Regions from separate parts of the Mus musculus genome. Here all the other regions are linked to region 1. Evidence: chromatin contacts called from public ChIA-PET, HiChIP or PLAC-seq and promoter capture Hi-C data. All regions are on one chromosome and are shown on one strand. Each heading gives the region's core, a stretch centred on a gene start, on an enhancer-like site or on the middle of the called end of the contact. The rest is flanking DNA. Distances are from core to core; before and after follow the strand shown. Region 1 overlaps Raph1 (Ras association (RalGDS/AF-6) and pleckstrin homology domains 1). Region 2 has its middle 53 kb from the start of Icos. Region 3 holds the start of Icos (inducible T cell co-stimulator). Region 4 holds the start of Carf (calcium response factor). Region 5 holds the start of Ctla4 (cytotoxic T-lymphocyte-associated protein 4). Region 6 holds the start of Nbeal1 (neurobeachin like 1). Region 7 has its middle 30 kb from the start of Gm38137.

Region 1 (3,481 bases), core at 377-2,876:
ATTTCTGTTTAATTTACTTCTCTACAGTTCTCTGTGACAGACATGTGAGTGTGGACACATGTATAGAGAGTCCAGAGGTTGACATCTGGTGGATTAGTCAGCATTCTCTTAAGGAACAGAACTGGTAGAATGAATGCATATATATTAAAGGAGGGTGGTTATTAGAGTTTTTACAGACTGTGATCCAGCCAGCAATGGCTGCTCCTGATGGGAAGGGCAAGAATTGGGTATAGGTCTCAGCACTGCCCTTCTGGTGCTGGAGTCCTGGGGGGTTCCTAGAGAGCTTCTGGTGTTCAGTCTATGTTGGAGCCTAAAGAAGTAGATTCTAATATGAGCAAAGGAATAACTTAGACACAGGGTAGATAAACCTGCCAGTGAGAGGGTAGGCAAGCAGGCAAAGAAGCAAAGGCTTCCTTCTTTCATATCTTTTAAGTGAGCTGCCACCAGAATGTGTGGCCCAGATTTAGGGTGGGCCTTCCCATCTCAAATAATCCAATCAAGAAAATCCCTCACAGCTGTGCACAGCTGCATGAATTTTATTTTATTGCAGATGCAGCCAACTTGATACCAGAGATTAGCCATTATATCCAGTATCTACCTCTATTCTTATGGCATATTTCTATTGTAGGGAGGTGGGGTTGCATGCTGTGGAGTATATGGAGGTCAGAGGAGAAGAATCTACAAAGTAGCAAAGACAGTTACAGGTTAAGGTCCTTGCGGTCAAGCCTTAAATTCAATCCCTGAGACCGACATGGTAGAGAGAACCAACTCCACCAGTTCTCCTCTTTTACATGGGTGCTGCAGATCTAAACTCAGGTCCTCAGGCAGGTGTTATAAGCACTAAATGAGCCACTTCTTACTTCTTAGCTTTTTTCTTACAGAAGCAGTGTTATGATAAAGATAATGATTAAGTGTCCAGTTCTATGCTGGTGTGTTGGTTTGAGTAAGAAGTGTTCCCTATAAAATTAGGTATTTAAATACTTGGTTCCAAGTCAGTAGCTCTGATGGAGAGGTTATTGGGGTGGTGTAGCCTTGCTGGAGGAAGTATGCCACAGGGGCATATTTGAGAGTTTAGAACTTCACACCTCTCTGGTTTGCTCTCTCTGCTGTGTCTGTGGTAAAGAAGTGGCCTCTCGGCTTCCTGCTTCTATCTACCCACTGCCAGGCTTCCTGCCATGATGGACTGACTCTTATCCCTCTGGACACTAAACCCAAATAAACTTTTTGCTCTTTAAGTTGTCTCTGTCATGATTTTTTTTCACAGCAACAGAAAGTAGCTAATACAGCTAGGACGAGAAGAAATAAATAGAAATTATAGTGTATAAAGGAAATTATCCAAGGGCTGGCTAGTATATTGTGTCTGTGACCAAGTGGTTGTACACTTGAGGAGGAGGCCAAAAAGAGAAAGCAGTTAGGAAAGAGTCAGACTGCCTTGGCTGAGGTAGGAACTCCACTCAGATGGTAGTTCTCCACACTCAGTATTCTCTTCTCACTTATATTTCAAGTTGCCTAACTTTTCATCTTCGAAATCTGTCATTAAAGAGAAACATTAGGGCTGGTGAGATGGCTCAGGGGTTAAGAGCACCGACTGCTCTTCTGAAGGTTCTAACTTTAAATCTCAGCAACCACATGGTGACTCACAACCACCCGTAATGAGATCTGATGCCCTCTTCTGGTGCATCTGAAGACAGCTACAGTGTACTTAATTAAAATAATAATTAAATCTTTGGGCCAGGTGAGTGGGGGTCTACCGGAGCGAGCAGAGATCCCAACAACTAGATGAAGGCTCACAACTATCTGTACAGATACAGCGTGTACTCATATACATAAAATAAATGAATCTTAAAGAGAAACATTAAAACCAATGCATATCATGACTTAACTATAAACATGTTCGTTTTTACGGATATTTTAAAAAATAGTTGACTTACTAAGATTCAGATTTACTTCATTATTTTAGCTCACTACCTGTGCACATTCGGTGTTAATCAACTTTAAGTTTCAAATAGTTAATGATTCCTCAAAAACAGCTGAAAAAAGATTGTATATTGGGCATTTTCCTGGAAGAAGATCTGTAGGATTTTTGCAGATTCCTAGCAACCTCCCCAAAGGTTAAAACTCACCATACTATATTACTAATTTCTTGACCTTAGGAGAGTGTTTCTCAGTATCGCCTTCTTTGTCTCAGCACCATGGGCAGGTAATTAAAAATACATATTCATTTATTTGAACTGGAAAGAAGTTGACTTTTCGTAAATTGCTTCTGAAAAATTATGTCTAAGGTTAAAGAAGAATTTCTCGGCTGTTTTTTGAAATAAAACACTGAGTAGATTGAGGATCACATTCATTTGATAGCATCAAAATCAGGATGAAGGACTAGAGAAATAGCTTAGTAGTTAAGAACACTGGCTGTTCTTGCAGAGGACAGAGGTTTGGTTCTCAGCACCTGAGTAGCAGCTCATAACTGTAACTCCAGTTTTAGGGGATCCAGCTACCTCTTCTAGCCTCTGCAGGCACTACATGCACACATGGCACATATCTTAGTCAGGGTTTTACTGATGTGAATCGACACCATGACCCAGGCAACTCTTATGAGGACATCATTTAATTGGGGCTGGCTTACAGGTTCAGAGGTTCTGTCCATTATCATCAATGTGGGAGCATGGCAGTGTCCAGGCAGGCATGGTACAGAAAGAGCTGAGAGTTCTACATCTTCATCTGAAGGCCGTTAGAAGATTGACTTCCAGGCTTCTAGGATGAGGGTCTTAAAGCCCAGGCACACAATGATGTCACACTTCCTCCAACAAGGCCCTACCTACTACAACAAGGCCATACTTCCTAATAGTGCCACTCCCTGAGCCAAGCATATTCAAATCATCACAGTACAATTAGATACATTCAGACAAAATACTCATACACATGAAAATGAATCTTTAGAAACAGAATGGAGATGGGGACTGACTGTATATGTCTCCCCAGCCACAGAGACCGGGTGCCATTCCCAGTGCCACTGAAGGCAGCTGTGGTAGCACCTAACTGTAACCCCAGCACTCTAGAGGTCATCTTCATTTAAGGTTATTTTCTGCTGTATACAGTGAGTTTTACTCAGCTTGGGCTACAAGGAGAATATATCTAAAAACAAGATGGGCATTATTTAATAGAGTTATAAAATCTCAAGATAGCATCCTAATGTAACTTTATAATTCTACAAATAGAATGCCTGAAGTTCAGTTTTTGTTTTTTCAAGACAGGGTTTCTCTGTGTAGTCCTGAGACTTGTTTTATAGACCAGGATGGTTTCAAACTCACAGAGATCTGCCTGCCTCTGCCTCCAATGTGCTACCATGCCCAGCACCAGAGTTCTTTTTTAAAACTTGAACTTATTTTATATGACATTTATACAGAAGTTAGTTGTAAAATACTACTCTAGCTTTGAACAGTTGGATTTCTTTTTCATCCCCCCTCCTCTGTCATGGTTGTGA
Region 2 (3,481 bases), core at 607-3,106, 500 kb before region 1:
GTCTGCTAAGCTCATTAAATTAACTATGGACTTCTAATCTCCAGAACTCTATATAGTATTTTGAATGAGAAATGTTCTCCACAGTCTCAACTGGTCACCAATTTGTGGAACTGTTTGAGAAGGTGTGGCCTTGCTGGAAGATGTCATAGGGCACAGATTTTGAGAGATAAGGTTTTCCCCTTTGTGTTTGGCGTTCAACATATGAGTTTGCAGCTTGCTACTCCAGCTGTCATGACAGTTGCTTCCAAATCTTGATTGACTCCTATCTTTTTGGAAATTAGCCCAAATAAACTTTCTTCTATAAATACTTTGGTGTTTTATCACAGTAACAGAAGTAAGAAATACACTCTGGGAAGATAAATGTTTCTTGTTTACTCAGTGATATATATATACATATACCAATAATAAGAAATCAACATACCATTTCATTCTTGGATTCTCTTTAGCTCCAAGGCCGCAGCACAGATTCGCCTCTGTCCACCTTGGTGACATTAGTTCCAGCATAGCTGGCTCCTGCAAGAGAAGCTCAAACACATGACAAGTGGTACAATTAGAAGCCTCTCGTAACAGAAATGACAGTAGGTCCTAATGCATAGTGAGACATGAGCTCACTGTGTCAACCTTGTCTCCCTTCCTCTACTCTTCTCTGTGATCTGTAGTGTTGATCAGTTTACTGTCCCACAAGGTGGATGTCTTCATCATGAAATACCACTTTCTATGGTATATATATATATATATATATATATACATATATATATATGTATATATATATATATATATATACCAGAAATCAACATACACCATCTCATTCTTGGATTCTCTTTAGCTCCAAGGCCACAGCACAGATTCCCCTATACTATAGAAAGTGGTTTCCTATAGATCACCTGCCTGACTCCCTTGACCAGATACCAGTTGGGTTTCAATGGGAGACAAAATCAGGAGACATAGAGAGTAAGTCTGAATCTCTCTCCCTCCCAGGTTATATGCATGGTCTTCTAAGATCACATAATATCAGATAATACTACAGAGGACCTGCTCACAGGATCATGTTCCTGTTACTCTTGGGAGTTGTCCTATCAACCCGGTGTCCTTCCGGAATCCTCCCTACACATCACTAAATAGCCTCTCATTATTCTTTTAGGGCCTGGAGAAATGGCTCAGCATTTAAAACATGTACTGCTTTTACAGAGGACTTTCAATTCCCTGTACATAGGGAGGCTTACAATGACATGTAACTCTAGCCTCAGGGGGAATCAGACGCATCTGACCTTCGCATGTACCTGCACCCAGGTTCACATTTACAAAGACAGACAGACAGATAATTAAAAATAAATCTTAAAAAAGGCATTCCTTTGAAAATTCAGTTTGCATTGTGTTACTTGATTTCAGTTTGCTTTGTCTTATTTGATTTTTTTTTAACTTCCTTATATTCTCCATTAAAGCTAACTGAAGCTCAGGATGGTTACCTCACACACTTCTTCCAAATGTCAGATCATGATTTCAGGTAGCTAACAGAGGCCTCATCTGTTCTCACTGAGGTGGGAGATTGCTGATGTTCTCCTAAACTTAAAAAGGGCCAACCTCATTATTGCTAACATCAGGTCTGGACTTCACACATGCACTTAATCAGCTTGTGTTTTCTTCAATGTCTCTCTCTCTCTCTCTCTCTCTCTCTCTCTCTCTCTCTCTCTCTCTCTCTCTCTCTCTCTCTCTCTGGCTCTGTTCTCATTCTGTAGGTCCACTTGTTATTATTTTTAATAATGTATGCAAATTCTGTGAAAATATATTGTCTCCTATCTTGTTTTGATCATCTTGACACCACATTTTCCTGTTATACAAACATTTCAGAGTGTGGTTTGTCCTCAAAGACCATGCCAACTGAGAGGAAGTGTCTCTGAGAGGTGTCTGAGTTATCTGTGGCCATTTTTGATGAAGTTTGCAATTCTGACAGCTGTGTCCTAAATTAAGAAGAAGATGGGCATTTCTCCAGAGATAAACCAATTCATCAAGAACTCATCTTGCACATAATAGAAAACTTTAATAATTTAGCTCTACTCTGGGATCAGCCAGGCTGAAACATGTTGTTGAAAGATATGCAGTTTGGGCTTTGAAATACAAACAAGAACTTGAAGTAGGTAAACAGAACGTGGCCAAGCATAGGTCTCAGGAAATCTGCCTGAATGAACAGCGAAGAAAGATTTATAATTGGCGTATCAATTATTTCTGTGGGAGTGGATGTTTTACGATGCTTAAGGGTACTTAAAAAGTTTGTTCTCATAAGTAATTTAAACATTCCTCTTGAAATACTGTTTGCCCTATTCATTTATTTTTTTTAATTAATCACAGAATCATAACATTTCAAAGCTGAAAGAGGCCTCAGAGAAAATTCAGTGTAACTTTCCTTTTGCAAACAGATTCTTGGGTCACTCTTAGCTGCTTAGTCACAGTGCAAGGCCTGCACTGTACACACCCTCAATACAGCTTCAATTCCAGCGACTCTGACTCCAGCTCAGCTGGATCCTTCTTGACTCTAGGGTGAAATCCAACCAAACAAAGCACTTTGTGCTGCACAACACTCCTCTCTCATAGTCACTGCCTAAGACAACCTCCTACAGGTCTACTCTCACTTTCTCTTCCATCAAAGAAAAGTGTGTTCATACATTCAGATTCCACCAATCTCTTCTGCCACAATATTCAGAGGGGGATCTGGTCCACCATCTGCACACTCTATCCAGTCCTCTGGAATCCCCACTCCATCAGCTTTTGTCACTAATCCCTATGTCCAGAACATTCCTTGATAGCATTCTGTTCTTTTAATAATTGTTTTTAACTGGGCTTGGTGGCACCTGCCCCTAATCCTATCTCTCTGGGGGCAGCAGCAGACAAATGTTTAAGAGGTCAAAAGGCAGCCTGGTATATACATTTGTGAGTTCCTAGTCCAGCCAACGCTACATTGTAAGACTGACTCAAACAAGCAAACAACAAAAAAGCCCAGCAGGAACAACAAAACCCAAAGATTATTTTTAATGTATTCTTTGACATTTCGTGCATATATACATCATATTATACATCATGTCTTATTTGTATCCACACCCAGTTCACCTTCCTTTTGATCCTCCCCAAATGGTCCTCTTTCATACTCTCTCTCTCTCTCTCTCTCTCTCTCTCTCACACACACACACACACACACACACACACACACACACACATACACACACACACATATTCTTGAATTCTCTTCTGCTGTGGCTTTTGTTCCCCTTCCAGTTTTCCCTCTGATGTTATATTCTTTTCCTATTCTGTAACATTTTTAGGTCAAAGTGAAATCAGCCCGACCATTTCCTCAATGCCTTAGAGATTATTTACTCTAAGATTGCACTCCCTGGCCCACATCTTTCTCCTCACCTAACCATCTACTGACAGTTTCTGAAGCTTCACAAGCTCTTGAAACTTAAACACATACACACACAAACACACACAC
Region 3 (3,481 bases), core at 577-3,076, 450 kb before region 1:
TTGTACAAATGTTCTTGGAAGAAATTCCAAACTCTTTAGCATGGCCCTGTGGGCTGAGAAGTCTGACCACTGACTTCTTTCTTAGCCTCATCTGGCATCATGCCCAGCTTCCCTTCCTCCCTGTGCTCAGCCACATCAGCCCTCTGACCTTCCTTGAAAACTACAGATCCTTTGGATTGACTTTCCATTGAATTGTCTTTCCTCTCTTGACACTGCTCTTCCCACTGATTCCTATCTGTCCTTCCAATTTCAACTCAAGCGTCATTTCCACAGAACAGTCTGTATGGCTCTAGCTACACACACACACACCTCCCTGTCTGACCTGGATCCTTGGTGCCCTCTCTTGCCATCAATTCATACGATTGTTTGATTCATGTCTCTTTCACTAGTACTCAGCTAGTCTCAGCAGAGTGGGCCTGCCTGGTCTTGCTCACCACTGTTTATACAATAGCCAGCCCAGCATCTCCTGCATGGCAAGTGTCCAGTGATGCGTGAATGAACGGATGAGTGGATGAGTAAATGAGTGGATCTCCCTGCCATGGTTTTTCTTGTTTCACGTATGCTGCTAAGCTTTTCAGGGGGGTTGTAAAACTAGCGTGCAGAGTAGAAAACACATCTGGCCCAGAGCTGTTCTTAGTACTTCTTCCAGGTAAATACAACAAGGTCTTCGCTCTTCATCCTTCTTAAGAACATTTGAGTGCCTTTGAAACAGCACAATACTAAATGTTTAATAAATCCAATTTTAGGTTTGACTTCTTTTTGGAGAGAAAAGTAATGTCTCCTTCTTTCTACCACTGAAAAAAATGCATTTCCAGATGGACTTATACCACTGAGCATTCTGCTTTTGCTTCTCCTATTAAAGGCATTTCCCACCACTTAATGTTTCACTTCACTTATCCCAATTTCAAGAACAGTATGTAAGTGCATATAATAAGAAGCAGCAAAAGACTGTATGTAATTACTTACACTGCACATGACCCTCTTTAAACTTCTCATGTAGAGTCTGATAAATGTCACCCACGAAAAAGAGTCAAAGATTCCAGAATGTTTAAGGTCTAGAGGGACTAGTGAATGCTGTCAGTCATTTTCTCCCCCTTTTTACATTTGGGGTGATCTTCATATCTAGTGTCTAAAAGCCTTATAAGATAAGCCAGGATTGGTATGGCTCTGTCTTGAAAAACAAAACAATCAAAAATAAAAAGCAACAAAACAAAACAAAAACCACCAACCCTATGGCAGACTGTACATTTAAGACTTAGGACCAACCAGGTAAGAGTAAAGTCAAAATTTTCCTTTTGGAAGTCATCCACTTTTTTCTCTACTATAGAAGGATTTCCAGGGCTATTCAATTTCTATTCTTTTGACACAAATAATCTTGCCTTTCATCTTTCTCTAAAAAGAGTGAGCTACTCTCCTACTTTATACACTGTCAGGTAACTTTGAACAAGTAATTTAAAATTTTAATGGTCTGTTGAAATGTACTTTTTCATGTTAAAACACAGTATCAAAAGAAGCACTGACATCCACGCTGACCGGGCATGACGCCCTGAGCCGTGAGCTTCAGTGCCTCTGAAACTGTCTGTGCTTGTTAAAAACAAAATAAAATAAAATAAAATAAAATAAAATAAAATCATTTTCCATTTTTACTTAATTTTTCTACTTCAGATTTTTCTTAATGTTCTCTTGAAGTAGAACTCAATAAGAGCTATGGATGGCCACTCACCTGTTAAAAGTCTGATTAGGAAGCAGAAGACAAAGACACGGCAGAAGTACGGCTTCATGTCTGCCAGGAGCAGTTGCAGTCTTCTCCTCCAGTGCTCAAAAGTGTCAGTGAAGTCGTGATCTCAGTTGTTTTCAGTTTTCTGGAGAGGAAGTGGGTTTGTGGAGGTTGATGTGGTGTCACATTTATCATCCACTTCTACTTGGAGAGCTATCACAGCGCCTCCTGCATGGCAAGTACCCGGTGATGTATGAATGGATAGATGCGTAAATGAATGACTAGATGGATGAATGTGTGAATGAATACATGGATGTGTGAATAAATGGATGGATGGATGGATGGATGGATGAATGGATGAATGGATAGATGGATGCATGCATGTATGAATGAGTGAATGGATGGATGTGAGAATGGAAGGATGAATGGATGCATGTATGTATGTATGTATGTATGTATGGATGGATGGATGGATGGATGGATGGATTTCATTTTCAAAGCTATTTATGTGTCATTTGTGCTTCTAGGGACTTCATGGACCATTCATATCACTGCTGGGTGGAAAGCATTACCGTTTGTAGGGTGGATGCTTAATTCACAGATTTTTGTTGATCATGAAGGCAGGAAGAAAATGTGACCCTCTTTCTGGTTAGAAACACAAAGCCCATCATTTTCAGAAGCAATTCATTCAGATCTCTATATCAATAGCTACTGGGGACTGCAGGATCCAACACAAATTATGAATAAGGCATATTTTGACACATTTGTCAGGGCTATTTACTCCAGAGATGTAAGGCCTTTGAAATAGGACAGAAAATAAATGAAAGTTTTTAAGAAAATGACATTTTAAAACATCTGAAAGAGGAATATTCCTGGAATATGAGAAATAATATTTATATGGTGTTCATTGTAGATTATGATTTTATAAATGATAGGGTCAGGTTTAAAGTGACTTAACCCCTTTTCTCTAAGTTACAGTCATCTGTAGAAACTCGAGAGTCTGTCTGCATGTATGGTGCAAATGAAGCAAGAAAGCTAAGATGCCTGATAAAAATCTCTGTCTCTGCAGAAAGAGAAAAAAGACAGTAGCAATGGCAATAATGCAAATAATTTATTTACAGCCACCTAAATTTTATATGAAATATATCTTAATTAATTATATATAATATTATATATAATATAATATAATATAATATAATATAATATATATGTGGTATATATATTATATATATATATATATATATATATATATATATATATATATATATGATATATATAATTTAAAGGTAAAGAGGATGAGAAATGGCTCAGTGGGTAAAAGCACTTGCTGTCAAACATAAGGACCTGAGTTCAAATCCTTAACAACCTTGCAAAACCTGGGTGTGGTTGTGCATGCCTGTAACCACAGAACACCACAGGAGGGCAGACAGGAGGATCCTCAGAGCTCACTTGTCAGTCAGCCTAAGCAAAATGGTGAGTGTCAGGTTCCATGAGAGACCCTGTCTCAAGGAACAGCAGGAAGAATGATAGAGGAAGGTGCCCAGTGTCCTCTTCTGGCCTCTCAATGACTGCTCATAGACTACACACAACACATGGATACTACACACCATACCACACACACACACACACACACACACACACTTCAATGTAGAATAACAAATGGCTTACTTTGTATAGAGAATACCAAATACTATGAATATAGTTAATAGTATGCTTAAATTGTTTTAATGGACTTTTTGTGTGCATACATATTCATATTATTCT
Region 4 (3,481 bases), core at 350-2,849, 430 kb after region 1:
ATACCAGCTAAGACATGTAAGTGACTATTGAAAAAAGCTCGTCCCAGGTATTCTTAGTCACTTATCTTCCCTTAACTAAATACCTTAGCTAAATAAAAATATATTTTAGTGAATTCAAGATGTGTGCTTTGCAAACTGAACTCTGAGTAATTCCTGTTCTATATCTTCCTAATCATAGTTTTCCACTCGAATTAAGATTTTAAAAATGTACTGTCTTCCAAATGTATTGTTAATCTGTTAAGTCCAAACTAAAGGAAGTTTAAAATGATGTTTTAATTAGTTATATGTTATCAGTAAAAATTCAATAGTTAATTCGTCTGGTAACACTGTTATCAGCAAACCCAATCTGAACAAGGAAATTTTTTTTCCCTGTATTTTGGGCAGAGGTTTTTCTCATTTTATGCCTCCACCTACATCAGTGGTAAAAACTTCTATTGGTAGCTCTTATGAGAAAAATAGTTAACATTTTCTGAGTGCTTCTTATGCGACATTAAATTGTCACAGCTAATCTTAGTGTGGCACAGAGGTTAAGTAACAGGTAGAATCAAATTCAGGCATTCCTGTAATGGGGCATGCAATTCTGTAAAATGAATAAACTGAGAACAGTCATGCTTTTTGGGTCGTTGTCCACTTAACAAATGATTGTTTTCGCCTCCAACTGACTAGATAACTTCTAGTTTTCTACGGATTTAAATTTAATTAGGCGACATATAGAAAACCTCTCACCATATTCACTGGTTCACTCATACCGCTAAGCCAACACATTTTGCAATCCAGTTCTGCCTGACTCTAAATTGCTGTCTCAGAGTAGTGTGTCCCTGTACCCCACCCTACCCCCGGAGGTTTTCAGACGAATGCCTTAAAAAAGTGACTTTGGGATCTTAAGAGTAATAGCCCCCATCTATTCTCCACTCAGGAAAATAACTAGAGTAATAATCGAGACCATTGAGACCGAGACAAGCCTTTGAGTGACATCAAGATTAAAAAAATAATTAATAATTAATAATAATAATAATAATAAAAGAAGCCCGAAAGCAGGGGAGAAGGTGCAGAGGACACTTTTCTAAACGTCAGACTCGGAAAGGAGGGGAGAGGCCCCTCTCGGGCGGGCGCTCCGGCCCAGGACTCGGATGCTCCGTGGCGGTGGTGCGTTCTCGGGCTCCGCACCCTCTGCGGGACAGACACCTCGCCTCCCCCTGCGGCAGCCTGCCTTCTCCCGGCCGCGGGGCCCCTCCCGGGCCCACGGCGAAGGAGCCGCCGTGGAGGCGGACGAGGGCGCAGGGACAGCGCACAGCGGCGTCCGGCGACGGCCGGGGGCGGGGGCCGGCGGTTGCTCCCAGCCCGGGAGGGTCAGGAGGTGACGGGAGGAGGCGGCAGGGGGACGAAGGGAGGTTGGGAGGGAGCGTCCGGTCGCTGGGCACAGACAGCTCTGCCAGGCCTCCGGCTCCCCCAACCCTGCCGCCGCAGCGAGCCCCACAACGCGAGAGGGGAGTCCGCCGTAAGCAGAAGGGAGAAAATTCAAAACGAGACTACTCAACCTCGTCTTGGCTCCGAGGCCGCGCCGTGGAGACCAGCACAATGCGCAGGCGCACCCCTCCTGGAGGCGCAGCGCAGGTCCATCAGATTAGACCCTTCTCAGCCACCGTCGCCCAGTTCCCTTCCGACTCGTTCTCCTTTCCCGAGTTTCCGCTCTGAAGCCAGAGGTAAGAACACATGGTCTCGGCCGAATTTGGCTGTTGGAACAGTGCACACAAGACGAACAGATGGGACCTTTGTCACTCAGAATAAAGAAGCAGGAAGTGTAATATCTGCCCGGAGAAAGGAGTATTAAAAGCAGATATGAGACCCTAAATGCGGTGTGGCAAAATAAATAAAGCCTACAACTCCCAGTGTTCAGAGGGTCTGAAACGCGCTCCCTTCTGGGGTTTGTAGTATCTGAGCGCTGAGTCTAAAGGGTCTGGGTCTAAAGACACGCTTAAAATTTGGCTCAAGCTAGTTATTTTCTTTATTTTCCTAATAGATTACGAATCTAGATAGATAAGAAACAAAAGTCTTAAGGGGACTGGATGCTTTTAGGACTACGCTTGACTAATCGATGTTTCCTAAATCTCGGAATAGGTACTTGATGTGTGCGGGCTGGGCGCTGGTGGAAATCGAACCTCGTGGTATGTTCTGTAGGAACCTGAGGGAGCTAACTGAAGCCTAGCTCCTGCTGCGCTTGCGGCGCAGTCTACCTTAGAGCTGCTTGATTATCAACGCACACATTTTCGTGGAGAAGTCTCGTGTGTATATTCAGCCATGGCACAACTCCAGGCACGTTTCTACAGCGAGAACAAGAAGTAAGTAAGGGTTCCAGCTTCTGTCCCTGTCTTCCAGGAGCCGATCTCGTTTGAAGACTCCTTCGATTTGATCCTTGCTGTTTTGACTGGGGATATACATTAAAGAAGAAACGGACAAGGTTTTAGTAAATCAAAGTTGAAAGAACTTTAATAATTATAATGGCTACAATTAAAAGAATTTATTGCAAATAAGATAAGCTGACTGATAGAAAAAAATAAAAAAGACTTCATTCGCCTTCCCCTTCACGTGCCCCGCACTTCTGCCCTGTCTCATTTGGAAGCGGTGTTCACGTCTTCTTAAATCTCCGTTTTCTACCCACTTTCATGAGCTTTTCATAATTTGACGTGTGTGGAGGACCAGGGCTTCACGTTTGCTTTCTGCATGCTGCACACATCATGTCAGTAATTTGAGAGTTGAACAGGCTTGTCCGTTAACGGTGTCTCGTGGTTTCTGAAAGCACAACTTCATCCCCCCCCCCCCCCCAAACAGACTAGAAACTGGCTATGGAGTTTGTAGAGCTGTTTTTTTAATTAGAATGAAGCCAATTCAGTGTCCGATTTGATTAGGTGTATTTTGTGTGAGTGTGTCCAACTTAGGTTTCTCTTGTTGTGATAAAACACTGACAAAAAGCAATTTGGGGAGGAAAGGGTTACAGTCATCTCAGAGGAGGCCAAGATAGGAGGAACTCCTGGCAGGAACTGAAGCAGAAACCAGAGGTGAGGGGTGGGGGTGGGGGCAAGCTGCATTTGCTCTCCCAATGGCTAGCTAGCTAAGTTTGCTTTTAAAATACAGGGTGGCTCTACTCAGTGGGCTGGTTCCTCCTACATCAGTTATTAGTCCAGAAAATGTTCCCGCAGACTTGCCTGCAGACAACCACTATAAGGGAATTTCCTCATTTCAGAGGACCTTGGCTTCTCTCTAGTTGATAAAACAAGGACTGTGTGTATATATTTGTATGTGTGTACTTCTGTGTCTATATATTAATAAGTCATATAGATGTCAACGTTGCTGGTGATACATGTATAATGGCGCTCGCCTTTAATTCCACGACTCGGCAGGCAGAGGCAGGTGGATTTCTGAGTTGGAGGCCAGCCTGGTCTACAAAGTGAGTTCCAGGACAGCCAGGGCTATACAGAAAAAC
Region 5 (3,481 bases), core at 659-3,158, 380 kb before region 1:
TGCAAGCACCCTTTGCTCATGGAAACCCCACTAGAGTGTTTAAAAAATGTTCTCTCCCACATTAAAGTTTTTGTGGCCTATTCAGACAAGAAACTGTCCATGACTTATTTAGTAAAATTAGATTATCAAATATCATTTGTGCATCAGTGTCACACAAACTATGTGATTTCTTAATTTAAAAGATCTAGAGAGAGATGCTCAGGGTCCAGTAGATATGTACATCTCAAGGCACATAACAAGCCTGGTATTAGCCTTTCAAAAGTTTCTATTTCATCTGAAAAAACAGGGATTCGTACTTAAAAATCCATGGATAGTTAATGAAACAATTAAGGATTTTATGAAGAAAAAAAATAATAAAAAGACTCTTAGGCCAAAAAGCTGATAATTGTTTTCTTCCTTTCTCCCTTTCTCCCTTCCTCCCTCCCTCCCTCCCTCCTTCCTGTCCTCCTCCCTTCTCTCTTCTTTCTTTTTCCCTCCCTTCCTCCCTTCCTTCCTTCCTTCCTTTCTTCCTTCCTCTCTTCTCTCTTCCTTCCTCCCCTTTTCTTGTCTTTCTATCACTTTGCCTTTCTTTCTTCCTTCGACTTAAAACTATTCCATCTTTAAAATAATTAACTAATTTATTTTCCCTTTACTTACTACTTCTTCTATTCTTTGAGATTAATATAATTACATTATTTCTCCTTTCTCTCCTCCAAACCTTCTCATGTACCCCTCCTTGCTTTTCTTTCAAATTCATGGCCCCCCTTTTCATTATTTGTTGTGATATGCACAGACTATAGTTATAGTCATTCTTAATGAAACCTGCCCATTCTATATGTTATTTGCTTTTTGTTTTGAAGGCTGACCATATGTTATTGGATAGTCAGCTGGTGTGCTTTTCCCTTGGCAATTTCCTACTCTCCATATTCCTTGGCTTCCTGTAGTTATTGCTATAGTGCTGAAGCATCTTGGTCTTTCCCCATCCACTTGGGTATGTCTATTGTTATTCATGTCCTTATTCAGCTCAAGTTTAGGCAGTCGTGTTGGTGAGACTTTATGGGTGTACCATTTGACATCCTAAGAGACACAATCTCTCAGTAAACTCTATGTACCTTTGGCTCTCATAGTCTTTCTGCCCCCTCTTCTGCTATGTCCCCTAAGCCTTAGGTGTGATAATTTAAAGAACTAAGAGTGTCTCAAAATCTTAAAGTGAATGAGGAAAACTTCTTATTTATTTGAATTTAGGTAAGTTTTGGGGGTGGGATTGGGGGTAAGGAGAAAAACCTTAATGTTACTGTGATATCAAGATCAAATGTACTCACGATTTCAAATGCCCCCCTTAAATCTCTTAACTTTACAGGATTTTCTAGCAGTGACAAAGAACTTGTTCTCCCCCATATGGGACTTAAGGAACTCTCATGGTTCCTTAAGTCCCAGCTGAGATCCCAGCAAGCTGCTGTGGCTAGTCTCAGCTCCTTCGCTACTGCTAGACCTCCTATATTCTTCTTGGAACTTGTCTGTAGGAAGCTGTTAAACCAAAAAGTAGAGGGTTTGGCTTTAACTTCTGGCATTTCTATAAATCACTGTCCTCAGCTTCTGAAAGAAAAAAAAAAAACGAAACCCATGTAGGAAAAACACCTCCTCCACCTCCATGTTCCAGAAGTCTCCACTCACCTTCAGAGAAGACTGGGATGAAAAGAAGAGTGAGCAGGGCTACAAAAGGCCAAGTCCTAGAAGGCAGCTGCAGTTGAGCTTTGTACCTCCGGAGTCCAAGACAAGCCATGGCTGGGGGGCAAATGTGCTGAGGTCCTCAGGGAGCAGAGTAAAACCCAACAGGATCCAGAAGCCTTGAGATGTGTTTGAACCCACACAGACTCGGGGACTTTATATAGACAGCTTTGATCCAAGGTACGTGCTACATATGTGTAGTGCACACACAGGACACCTGAACAGAGAGCCTTTTTGTTTTGGTTTTACGAGAAAGGAAGCCGTGGGTTTAGCTGTTACGTCGTAAAGACGACCTCAAATATTCAAACTAAAACTGAACAAAACAAGCAAATCCATGGATGGAAAATGTACTCAACTTGAAACTGAAGCTTCGAGTCACCTCTGAGGACCTGGAGACGTGGAGTCTTGGAGAGTATAATTTCTGTAGTACAAGGAATCCCTAAATCCCAGTCCCAACTTTATCCAGTCATCTGGTCATCTTTAATCCCCCAGTACTCTTACTTAGCGTCCCATGGCCATCCCTCTTAGTCCTGGAGCTGATGTCTGAATTTCTCTTTGGAAGGCACCAAGAAAAATTGTGTCCTTCTATGAGCCCCTCAGTACACAAAAGGGTTTATTTTTGCCTAACTCCACTTAGTATTTTACTGAGAGAAAAATGCCAAAATCACAAGAAATGAAAGACACACACACATTTGTACATGCACATGCATGCACACATATGCACACACAAACACACACACACAAAACAGGGAAAGGGGCCTCTGGTTTTGTCCGTTGGGAAATAAACCAGATGCTTTTAAAACTGTAACAACGGCAAAATAAAGTTGTGGATGGCCCAGAGAAAGTCAATCCAAATGAAAAGACATTTAAAACCTCCACAGGAGGATGGGCTTTTAAAAAAAATAGTAAAAATTTTCAAAGGTAGAAACTTAAAACTTGGAGGCACAGCTCAGTGATAGAGACGTAGTTCATATACCTCAGCAATGAAGACACAGCTCAGAGGTATAGATGTAGCTCAGTGGTAGAATACTTGCCTAGTATGCAGTAGACCTGAGGTTCAATTCCCAGCACCACCAAAACTAAGGATATATATTACCAGAATTCTTAACCTAAGCTGTAAAGAAGGGCAAACATTCAATCATAAATACTATGGTATTTTTATAATATTAAAATTATTTAGAATGTTCAGTATTTAAAATATTTAAGTATTCTCTATATTAATGCATATTAGATAGTTAGGATAATTAATACACACATATTTGTAGTGCATTTTTAGAAGACTATACATTGAAGACTTCTCTTAAGTCTGGGAAGCTCTCATATAGTTCAAGGATGAGAGGGGTGTTCACTGCAGATCTATAACATGCTATGAATTGTGGGCACTTGGGATGGGATGATGGCAGGATAAAAAAACCTAGTTGGTTGCCTGGCATGGCAGAGGATGCCTTTAATAAGAGCTCTTGGAAGGCAGTGGCAAGTAGATGCTCCCTTGTTTCTGTGGTTTCCTGCCATCTCTGCACCCCATCAGAAGAGGCTCTGTAGAGTCGGGACTGTATGCTTCCTTTAGAGCCTGCCCACTAGCATGTGCTCACACAGGCCTTTCATTCTGCATGCCATTTCCCACCATGCTTCCTTCGGGTCCTATGACAATGACACAAGCTTCCTACGCTGTATTTGCTCCTTCTATTTTGTTGCCTCCTCTCCACATCCCCTAGCATTTAGCTGAGGTGTCAACACCCTAAGAAGCTGCTTGTGAAGTGTCTCTTTTCTAGAT
Region 6 (3,481 bases), core at 433-2,932, 350 kb after region 1:
ACCAAGGCACCCATGTGGCCCCCCCACATATCCTACAAACAATAAGAGTTTTATTTTTCTTTTATAGGTACAATCTACCTATATAATTTTGAGATCACTGAAGATATATCAAAGAAATATTTGTAAGTTTTTAATAGCAGGCCAATATTGTCAATGTACTCAAAACTGAAAAATAAATATGGGAAATTCAAGATCTCTTACATGTTTTTTAAAATTTATTTATTTCTCTTGCATGTTTTTTAAATTCAGGATGGGGGAGTTGTTTGGGGTTCTGTTTTGAGAATTGCAGCCCTGGCTGTCCTGGAAATGTCTTACGTCCACTAGGATAGACTCAAACTCACATAACACCACCTGGCCCGGCATTGTTCTAGGACTCTGTTCTGGGACTAAAGGTATGCACCACCACACCTGCCAGTTCAGGATTATCAATATGCACAAACACACTACACAATAAGGTCATAATGCTGGATACAAAATTTTATAATCAAGTAATTTTAAGTACAGAAATAAAAGGAAAGCAAATTACCTTTGTACAATAAAGCATCCAAAGTTCAAAGAGCCTCTCTCTGGCTGCCATTCTGGCTTTCCACTCTGGTACTTTAATATTTCCTCAAAAAGACGGTTCAAGACCATATCATATTACTTTATTTTCCAAGTTTATCAGCCGTTACAGTAAAGCTCAAAGCAGTGGAATAAACAAAAAAAAAACAAAAAAAAAAATTCGTAGAACAAATAAGACTGTCTCAGGTCAATAAGGGTCAATTTCAGCAACTACTCCAACACTTCTTCATCAGGGGTAGCTGGTCTCGTAAATAGGTCTGTGAAATACAAAAATATCCTAAGTTTTTTTAAGCCACATTTGAAAAAAAAAAATCCAGATATCCGTCTGCCTTGATCACCCCATTCAAAGGGATAAATTTTTAATGTGATTAGATATTCCAGAAACTCCTGTTTGGCACACCACGACTAATGATCAACATAAAATACTAAAACCTTCCAGGCAGATTCACAACCAAAACTGCGGTAGATGGGAAGGAAGACGGCTCCCTACTCACGCCTTCCTTTAACCAGGAGCACAGATCAAACACAACAAATATCCGAGATTTCTCGCCAGCTTCTTAAAAGTTGCTGGGAATGTTTGCTGCGTTGCAGGGCAGGGCGTGGGGGGAGGGCCCGAGGAATTCCTGGTTTGTTTGTTTTAACCATCCACACAGCGAAAGTCATCCTGCCTACCTGGCTTCCACCTCTCCACCCAAGAAGAAAGGGGCTCACACACCGTGGCAAGGACCACCTCCCGTGGGACGACCCCAGACCCCGCCTCGCAGCAGTCCGGGGACCTTTCCATTTCCTCCCTGCGTCCCCGTTACGAACAAGAGAGACAAACGTCAGGCGTGCCAATCAACTTCAGAAGCGCGGCCCGGAGCGCTCTGGGACCCAGACCCGGGACCCACGCCAACCGGCCGCAGCCAGACCCGCCCGGGCCGGCCGCGCCCCCTCGCCCGCCGCCGCCGCCCCTCAGGCTGCAGCCCTGCGCCGCATTCCCCCGGGCCTTCCCGCCCCGCGGCAGCCTCCGCCCGACCTCGGCGTCCCCTCACCACGCTCACAGGCCCGCCGGCGCCACCCCGCCGCGGGCTAACTTGCTGCCCTCCGCCCTGCCCGCGGCGAAGCCCCGTGTCACCCCGAAGCCGGGCGGGAGGCGGAGGCGGAGGCGGGGTAGCGCCGACGCGGGGTGGGAGGAGCCAGGGGCGGAGCAGCCCCTGGGCTAATCATTCCGGCCTCTGGGGATTTACCCGGCCCTCCGGCAGCCGCTCCTCGAGGGCCGCTCAGCCCCGAAGCCCCTCCCCCGGCATGCCTGCGCAGCCGCAGTGCCCTCGCTCAGGCTCTGAAAGCGGTCGGAGCCAGCCTGGGCATTCCGGTCAGTAGTCACCCAGCTGGACGTGAGGGCCGACGTGCTGACGTCGCTCCCCGCCCCTGCTAGGTGGGGCGGACGGAACTTTCCTCGCCTGGCGGCGCCTCTGCGAATCAGCTGAGGACCGGCGACCCTAGGGCGTCTCGAAGGGATCTCGATTTGATTTCTTTGTAGAAATGGGATTGGTCCTGGGACAGAGCTCAAAAGCGAAAAAAGAAGAAAAGAAATCTTTACCTGTTCTGGCGTCGTTGCCTTTGTACTGTCACTGCCATTCTGTGTCTGTTCCAAGGAGACTGCTGTACGGAATGAGTTCCGTCTTTCAGAAAAAGAAGCAAAAGGCAGTCTTATTAGCTGCACACACTTTCTTAAGGTTGTTGTTGTTGCTATTGTTTTAAGAGAGGAGAAAAGCGTAAGATTAACCTTTTAAATCTAAACATTTAAGAAACTATTGTGAAATTTTACAAACATATAAAAAAATCAGTTTTAGAGCAGCTTAGCATCTGAGATGCCCTGTGTTTGATTCCTAACAAGCACACACAAGGAAACAAAGTAATAAAATGAACTTCTATATGTAATCACTAAGCTTCAGAAATAATCGAAGCCACCCTGAAGAAACAGGTCTGTGATCTAGCACTTAGGAGATGGAGGGAGAGAGATCAGGAGTTCAGCGCTGACATGGGCTACCTAGCAAGTCTGGGACCAACCTGTGCCGCATGAGACCTTGCCACAAAAGAAAAGAAGAAGAAAGGAAAGGGAGGGAGATGACTTGCTGTGCAAGCCAGACCTCCTGAAATGCAAGATGGAGACTGGAGGGCCAGCGAGCCCTGGCCACAAACAAGAGACCCTAGCTCACTAAATGGAAAGCAAGAACCTACTCATGAAAATTATCCTCTGGCATATACACATGCACAATAGATAAATAAATGTAAAGCTACTAATGCCATCATGGGGGTTCACTATGTGACCTTTATTTTTAAAATATACTAATGCCCCCACATGCCCTGTGTGCGTCCTTGTGCCACATATGTTTGTATACCCTCTGAGGCCAGAAGATATCTTATCCCTGGGAGCTGGAGGTCTGGGTGGGGGTGGGGGCTCCTGACATGGGTGCTGGGAACATTGTCTTGTGTGCTGCAAATGCTCTTAACCACTGAGCCATCTTCCAGCCCTTATCTATTCTCGCTTATTAGATTAATCTACAAGTTTTTCTTGTCAAGAATCACAGGATAAATAATTCCGTTTTGCAGACCATGCAGTAGCTTGGATATCAAAGGTGAAAGTAAATTTTGTGATTCTGTCACCAAAATGTAGAGTTCCCGTTATCCTTCACAACAAACATCAATGAGTAGAGGACGGGAATTAAATCATTAAGCTTCAGTAACATTATTTAAAAACCCTGTGATCTGAGGAGACAACTGATTAACAACAGCCTATTCACTTACCTTCTGATCTCCAGCCAGTTTGGCTGGAACAGAGTGGAAACAGAGGCAATCAATCATTCCAAAGTTTATACTCTTCCTTCTCTGGTCAGGTGGGCAGCCTTGTCTCTGAGATTCTCAGTGTTGGAGCTTC
Region 7 (3,481 bases), core at 361-2,860, 300 kb before region 1:
TACAGAGAACTAACTAGTTTACCATATTTTTCAATAAACACTTTTACTTCAATTAAAATATATTTATACCATTCTCCTAATTCCTTGTCCTCTCTTCAATCCCTCCCATGACCCTCCCCTTCAGCCCCTCCTATGTCTCCTCTCACTCCCTCTCTAATTGATTCTTTGATGATTATTGTTCCAGATATATGCATAAATGTATAGTACAACCAGCCGAGTTTGTGTAGGATTGCTTGCGTGTATAAAAGTGGTTTCAAAGCTAACCACTTGGTATTGGATACACAGTTAGGGGATTCATTCCTGGTGTCTTAGTCGGAGTTTCTATTCCTGCACAAACATCATAACCGAGAAGCAAGTTGGGGTGGAAAGAGTTTATTCAGCCTACACTTCCACACTGCTATTCATCACCAAAGGAGGTCAGGACTGGAACTCAAGCAAGTCAGAAAACAGGAGCTGAAGCAGAGGCCATGGGGGAGGGGATGCTACTTACATGGGGGGGGGGGATGCTTCCCCTGGCTTGCTCAGCTTGCTTTCTTATAGACCCAAGACTACCAGCCCAGAGATGGTCCCACCCACAAGGGGCCTTTCCCCCTTGATCACTAATTGAGAAAATGCCCCGCAGCTGGATCTGCCCCACAGCTGGATCTCATGTAAGCATTTCCTCACCTGTGATAACTCCATACTATGTCAAGTTGACACAAAAGCAGCCAGTACACCTGGAGAGGCTAATTCTCTCTCCTCTCTCCCTCTCCCTCTCTCTCCCCTCCCCCTCTCCCTCTCCCTCTCCCTCTCCCTCTTTCCCCCACTCAGTTGTTATTAGTTACTTGTAGTTCTTTGTCTAGTAGCAGAACTCTGTAAGACATTTCCCCTTCCATGTTGGCATCTTTGTTGGTGTACTTATTCAAGTCTTGCTTAGGTGGACATATTGTAGAGGTATCCTAGGTGTAGCTTCCCTGTCGTTTCTAGGAGATACAATCTCACACAGACTTACACATATTCTGGGTCTTAAAAACTTCCTATCCTATCCAGATGTAGGACTTGGATTGTAGATGTGTCCACTGGAGCCCACACACACACCAGGCTAAAAATGGGTAAAGTAATCCCATAGATGTCATTAGGGAATATCATAACACATCATACCATATCGCATGGTATCATATCAGCAAAATTTTTATTTGGCCCACACAAATTTCATTTACTTCTAAATCACTACTGTTTTCTTCCCCTATCCACTAGTGATAAGAAAACCACAGATACTTCAGATATCCCAGCACCAAAATTGTGGAGAAGTGAGACTCAGATTATAAATTTATCAGGGAGTATTTTATCCTCCATTGCCACCTCAGTGCAAAGCAAAATAGCTAGTTTTTCTGAAGATAGTTTGATAAGTTCAAACAGAATATGTTTGATTAAAAATAATTAATTACATGCCTATCAGAGACATTGAACATATAATGTTCTACTTAAAAATTTTTTGTTACCTTAAATCTGTATGGCTTTGGGGTAATAAAGACATTGATGAGCAAAATAACCAACCTTTGCCATTATCAACATCATGAAAAGGCTTTGAAGGTTTCTGACTCATGACAGAAATCTCAAGTTTCAATTTTGTTTCTGGGAAAGTGGGCACGATCTTTGAACACTGGCCCTATTGAGTCATGCTGTTTTCCTCACACATACACTAATTGTTTTATAAACCTCTGACTTTTACGAAGAAGTACTCCAGAGTACTTGCAGGAATACTGTAGCCCCATTGGTGACCAAGACTGTGACCCTTGGAGTAACTGTCTTTATTTATCTTTGTTTATTTTTATTTTTTTACTCTAGAGCTACATTGTGACCTATCTCTTTATAAGGCATGTCATTTACTCTGATCCAGGGCAGGTGATTAATGCAAATTATTTCATATGAACCTCAGAAATCTGTCACTAGGGATTATTGTTATCTTCAATTTATCAACAATTAGCTGACACTGACAACCAGGAACTGAGGCCACATAGTACAGTTGTTGCTTTGGAAATAGAATTCTGGTATGATTTCAACTATGCTTTGAACAATTCTGAATGTATATTCTCACTTCTGGCTGAGCTAAACACATGCTGTTCCCACAAGAGAAAACAGAAAGTAAACATTCTCCCTTGCTTAAATACATAGCTTCCTTGTCAAAATTGAGGAATGATTCTATTTTCAATTGTTCTTTCAAAGTATAGCTATCAACTAGACTATTCAAAATACCTTACTTGCACTTCAGCCAGAGAAGCAGGTAAAATAACTGTAGCTCTTCACCCCTCTTCTCTCTTCCAAAGCCAATTCCCCAGTCATTTCCAGCTCTCTACCTGCTGTGGCCTCCCCTTCCTCTCTGCCCCCACCTCCAATGGACCACGGTAAACTTTCTCCTCCAACTTTCCTTTCCCCAGCTCATCCTGTTGTCCCTGCCCCAACACCAGCAGGCATTTCCTGGGAGTCCACCAGCCAAGCCTGCCTGAGAAGCAAGTAGTCCAGAAAGCAGGTAGGCAAGCTTCAACTCCTCACTCTCTCCTCTGTATTCAGTCCCCAAGTCTCATCCCACCTCTGTAGCAGACACCCTGTTGTGGCCTCTCCTCACTCTTTGCCCCCATTTCTGGAATAGAATACCCTGTTTTGCTCCCTCCTGTGGACCCCCACAGTGCCCCCAGCCCATCCCCATTCCTAAATTCCAGCTCCTAATAACTAGAAACACATTTTACCGGGAACCCCGGTGGCCACACCTATCAGGATCCCAGAAGAATTTCCTACCAGACAACACACAGCCATCACACCCTCCTAAGAACCTGAGAAGACACCAGAAACCAAGGAACAAAACACATATTCAACAAAGACAAGACCAGATATCAGAACCTACAATTAAAATCTTCTCAAACCCAAATACCTAGACACTATCATAAAAACACAATCAGTAACAGCCAAGACAATATGTCTCTTCTCCACTAGAATCCAGCAACTCTACCACAGTAGACTCTGAGAACTACAGCATAGCTGAAACACAATAAAATGACCTTAAAATAGCCTTAATGAATATAACAGAGGTCTTGTTCCCCGCCCCCCAAAAGATCCCTTAAATGGAATAAATCCCTTAAAGAAACCTATAAAAACACGAACAAACAGTAGAAGGAAATGAATAAAACTGTTCAGACCTGGAAGTAGAAGTAGAGTCAATAAAGAAAACATGAACAGAGGGAAAATCTATAAATGAAATATTTAAGAACTTGAACCGAAACCTCAGAGGCAAGCCTCAAAGCCTCATCAACAATACAAGGATATAAGAGACAGAAGAGAGAGTCTAAGGCATTGATGGCACAGTAGAATAAATGGATACTACAGTCAAAGAAAATGTTAAATCTGAAAAACTTCTGACACAAAATATCCAGGAAATCTGGGACACTGTGAAAAGACCAAATCTAATAATAATAATAATAATAATAATAATAATAAAGAATTGATA

The links. Promoter capture Hi-C pulls out the DNA fragments that hold promoters and counts their contacts. ChIA-PET counts read pairs in DNA pulled down with a chosen protein or histone mark. HiChIP or PLAC-seq counts read pairs in DNA pulled down with a chosen protein or histone mark.
Region 2: a contact with region 1 is called in an RNA polymerase II ChIA-PET map of memory CD8 T cells, with 6 read pairs. The contact joins two enhancer-like sites. A contact is called at or near these places in 2 of 115 datasets of contacts at active chromatin or transcription factors (effector CD8 T cells and memory CD8 T cells).
Region 3: a contact with region 1 is called in an RNA polymerase II ChIA-PET map of effector CD8 T cells, with 28 read pairs. The contact joins the promoter of Icos here to the enhancer-like site in region 1. A contact is called at or near these places in 5 of 39 promoter capture datasets (the C10 cell line, cranial neural crest, frontonasal cranial neural crest and 2 more), 1 of 15 datasets of contacts at CTCF or cohesin (pro-B cells), 14 of 484 Hi-C or Micro-C datasets (B cells, the BV-2 cell line, the C2C12 cell line and 10 more), 3 of 115 datasets of contacts at active chromatin or transcription factors (bone marrow-derived macrophages, effector CD8 T cells and fibro-adipogenic progenitors) and 2 of 9 other capture datasets (liver and macrophages).
Region 4: a contact with region 1 is called in a promoter capture Hi-C map of the HPC-7 cell line, with 4 times the contacts expected there. The contact joins the promoter of Carf here to the enhancer-like site in region 1. A contact is called at or near these places in 6 of 39 promoter capture datasets (the C10 cell line, the HPC-7 cell line, HPC-7-derived erythroid cells and 3 more) and 2 of 115 datasets of contacts at active chromatin or transcription factors (effector CD8 T cells and memory CD8 T cells).
Region 5: an RNA polymerase II ChIA-PET map of memory CD8 T cells shows a contact between it and region 1, with 993 read pairs. The contact joins the promoter of Ctla4 here to the enhancer-like site in region 1. A contact is called at or near these places in 1 of 39 promoter capture datasets (macrophages), 1 of 15 datasets of contacts at CTCF or cohesin (the NIH/3T3 cell line), 1 of 484 Hi-C or Micro-C datasets (bone marrow-derived macrophages), 3 of 115 datasets of contacts at active chromatin or transcription factors (effector CD8 T cells, large pre-B cells and memory CD8 T cells) and 4 of 9 other capture datasets (adipose tissue, liver, macrophages and 1 more).
Region 6: a contact with region 1 is called in an RNA polymerase II ChIA-PET map of memory CD8 T cells, with 38 read pairs. The contact joins the promoter of Nbeal1 here to the enhancer-like site in region 1. A contact is called at or near these places in 9 of 39 promoter capture datasets (the C10 cell line, the HPC-7 cell line, HPC-7-derived erythroid cells and 5 more) and 4 of 115 datasets of contacts at active chromatin or transcription factors (effector CD8 T cells, embryonic stem cells, memory CD8 T cells and 1 more).
Region 7: a BATF HiChIP or PLAC-seq map of CD8 T cells shows a contact between it and region 1, with 5 read pairs. The contact joins two enhancer-like sites. A contact is called at or near these places in 2 of 15 datasets of contacts at CTCF or cohesin (CD8 T cells and the NIH/3T3 cell line), 6 of 484 Hi-C or Micro-C datasets (CD4 T cells, the STO cell line, Th1 cells and 3 more), 5 of 115 datasets of contacts at active chromatin or transcription factors (CD8 T cells, a beta-TC-6 cell line, embryonic fibroblasts and 2 more) and 3 of 9 other capture datasets (adipose tissue, liver and pancreatic islet).

Annotation. Positions count from the first base shown.
Region 1 is chr1:60,528,481-60,531,961 of GRCm38.p6, reverse strand. All of the region lies in intron 2 of Raph1 (Ras association (RalGDS/AF-6) and pleckstrin homology domains 1), which reads left to right. Among named protein-coding and RNA genes, the nearest start is that of Raph1, 37 kb to the left of the region's middle. Within about 2 kb of position 1,626, at least 11 of the 459 cell types and tissues checked have an H3K27ac peak or open chromatin away from gene starts, as enhancers often do. A contact at or near this core is called in CD8 T cells, the HPC-7 cell line, effector CD8 T cells and 1 more, where this site is marked.
Region 2 is chr1:61,029,131-61,032,611 of GRCm38.p6, reverse strand. No RefSeq gene overlaps it. Among named protein-coding and RNA genes, the nearest start is that of Icos, 53 kb to the right of the region's middle. Within about 2 kb of position 1,856, at least 18 of the 459 cell types and tissues checked have an H3K27ac peak or open chromatin away from gene starts, as enhancers often do. A contact at or near this core is called in memory CD8 T cells, where this site is marked.
Region 3 is chr1:60,976,259-60,979,739 of GRCm38.p6, reverse strand. Icos (inducible T cell co-stimulator) reads right to left here and starts at 1,826. Exons shown (of 5, transcript NM_017480.2): 1 at 1,724-1,826. The coding sequence starts at 1,781.
Region 4 is chr1:60,096,365-60,099,845 of GRCm38.p6, reverse strand. Carf (calcium response factor) reads right to left here and starts at 1,599. Exons shown (of 16, transcript NM_139150.5): 1 at 1,539-1,599. Wdr12 (WD repeat domain 12) reads left to right here and starts at 1,939. Exons shown (of 13, transcript NM_021312.5): 1 at 1,939-2,339. The coding sequence starts at 2,299.
Region 5 is chr1:60,907,452-60,910,932 of GRCm38.p6, reverse strand. It overlaps Ctla4 (cytotoxic T-lymphocyte-associated protein 4), which reads right to left and starts at 1,908. Exons shown (of 4, transcript NM_009843.4): 1 at 1,654-1,908. The coding sequence starts at 1,762.
Region 6 is chr1:60,178,800-60,182,280 of GRCm38.p6, reverse strand. Nbeal1 (neurobeachin like 1) reads right to left here and starts at 1,682. Exons shown (of 55, transcript NM_173444.2): 1 at 1,596-1,682; 2 at 527-818. The coding sequence starts at 577.
Region 7 is chr1:60,832,005-60,835,485 of GRCm38.p6, reverse strand. No RefSeq gene overlaps it. Among named protein-coding and RNA genes, the nearest start is that of Gm38137, 30 kb to the left of the region's middle. Within about 2 kb of position 1,610, at least 12 of the 459 cell types and tissues checked have an H3K27ac peak or open chromatin away from gene starts, as enhancers often do. A contact at or near this core is called in CD8 T cells, where this site is marked.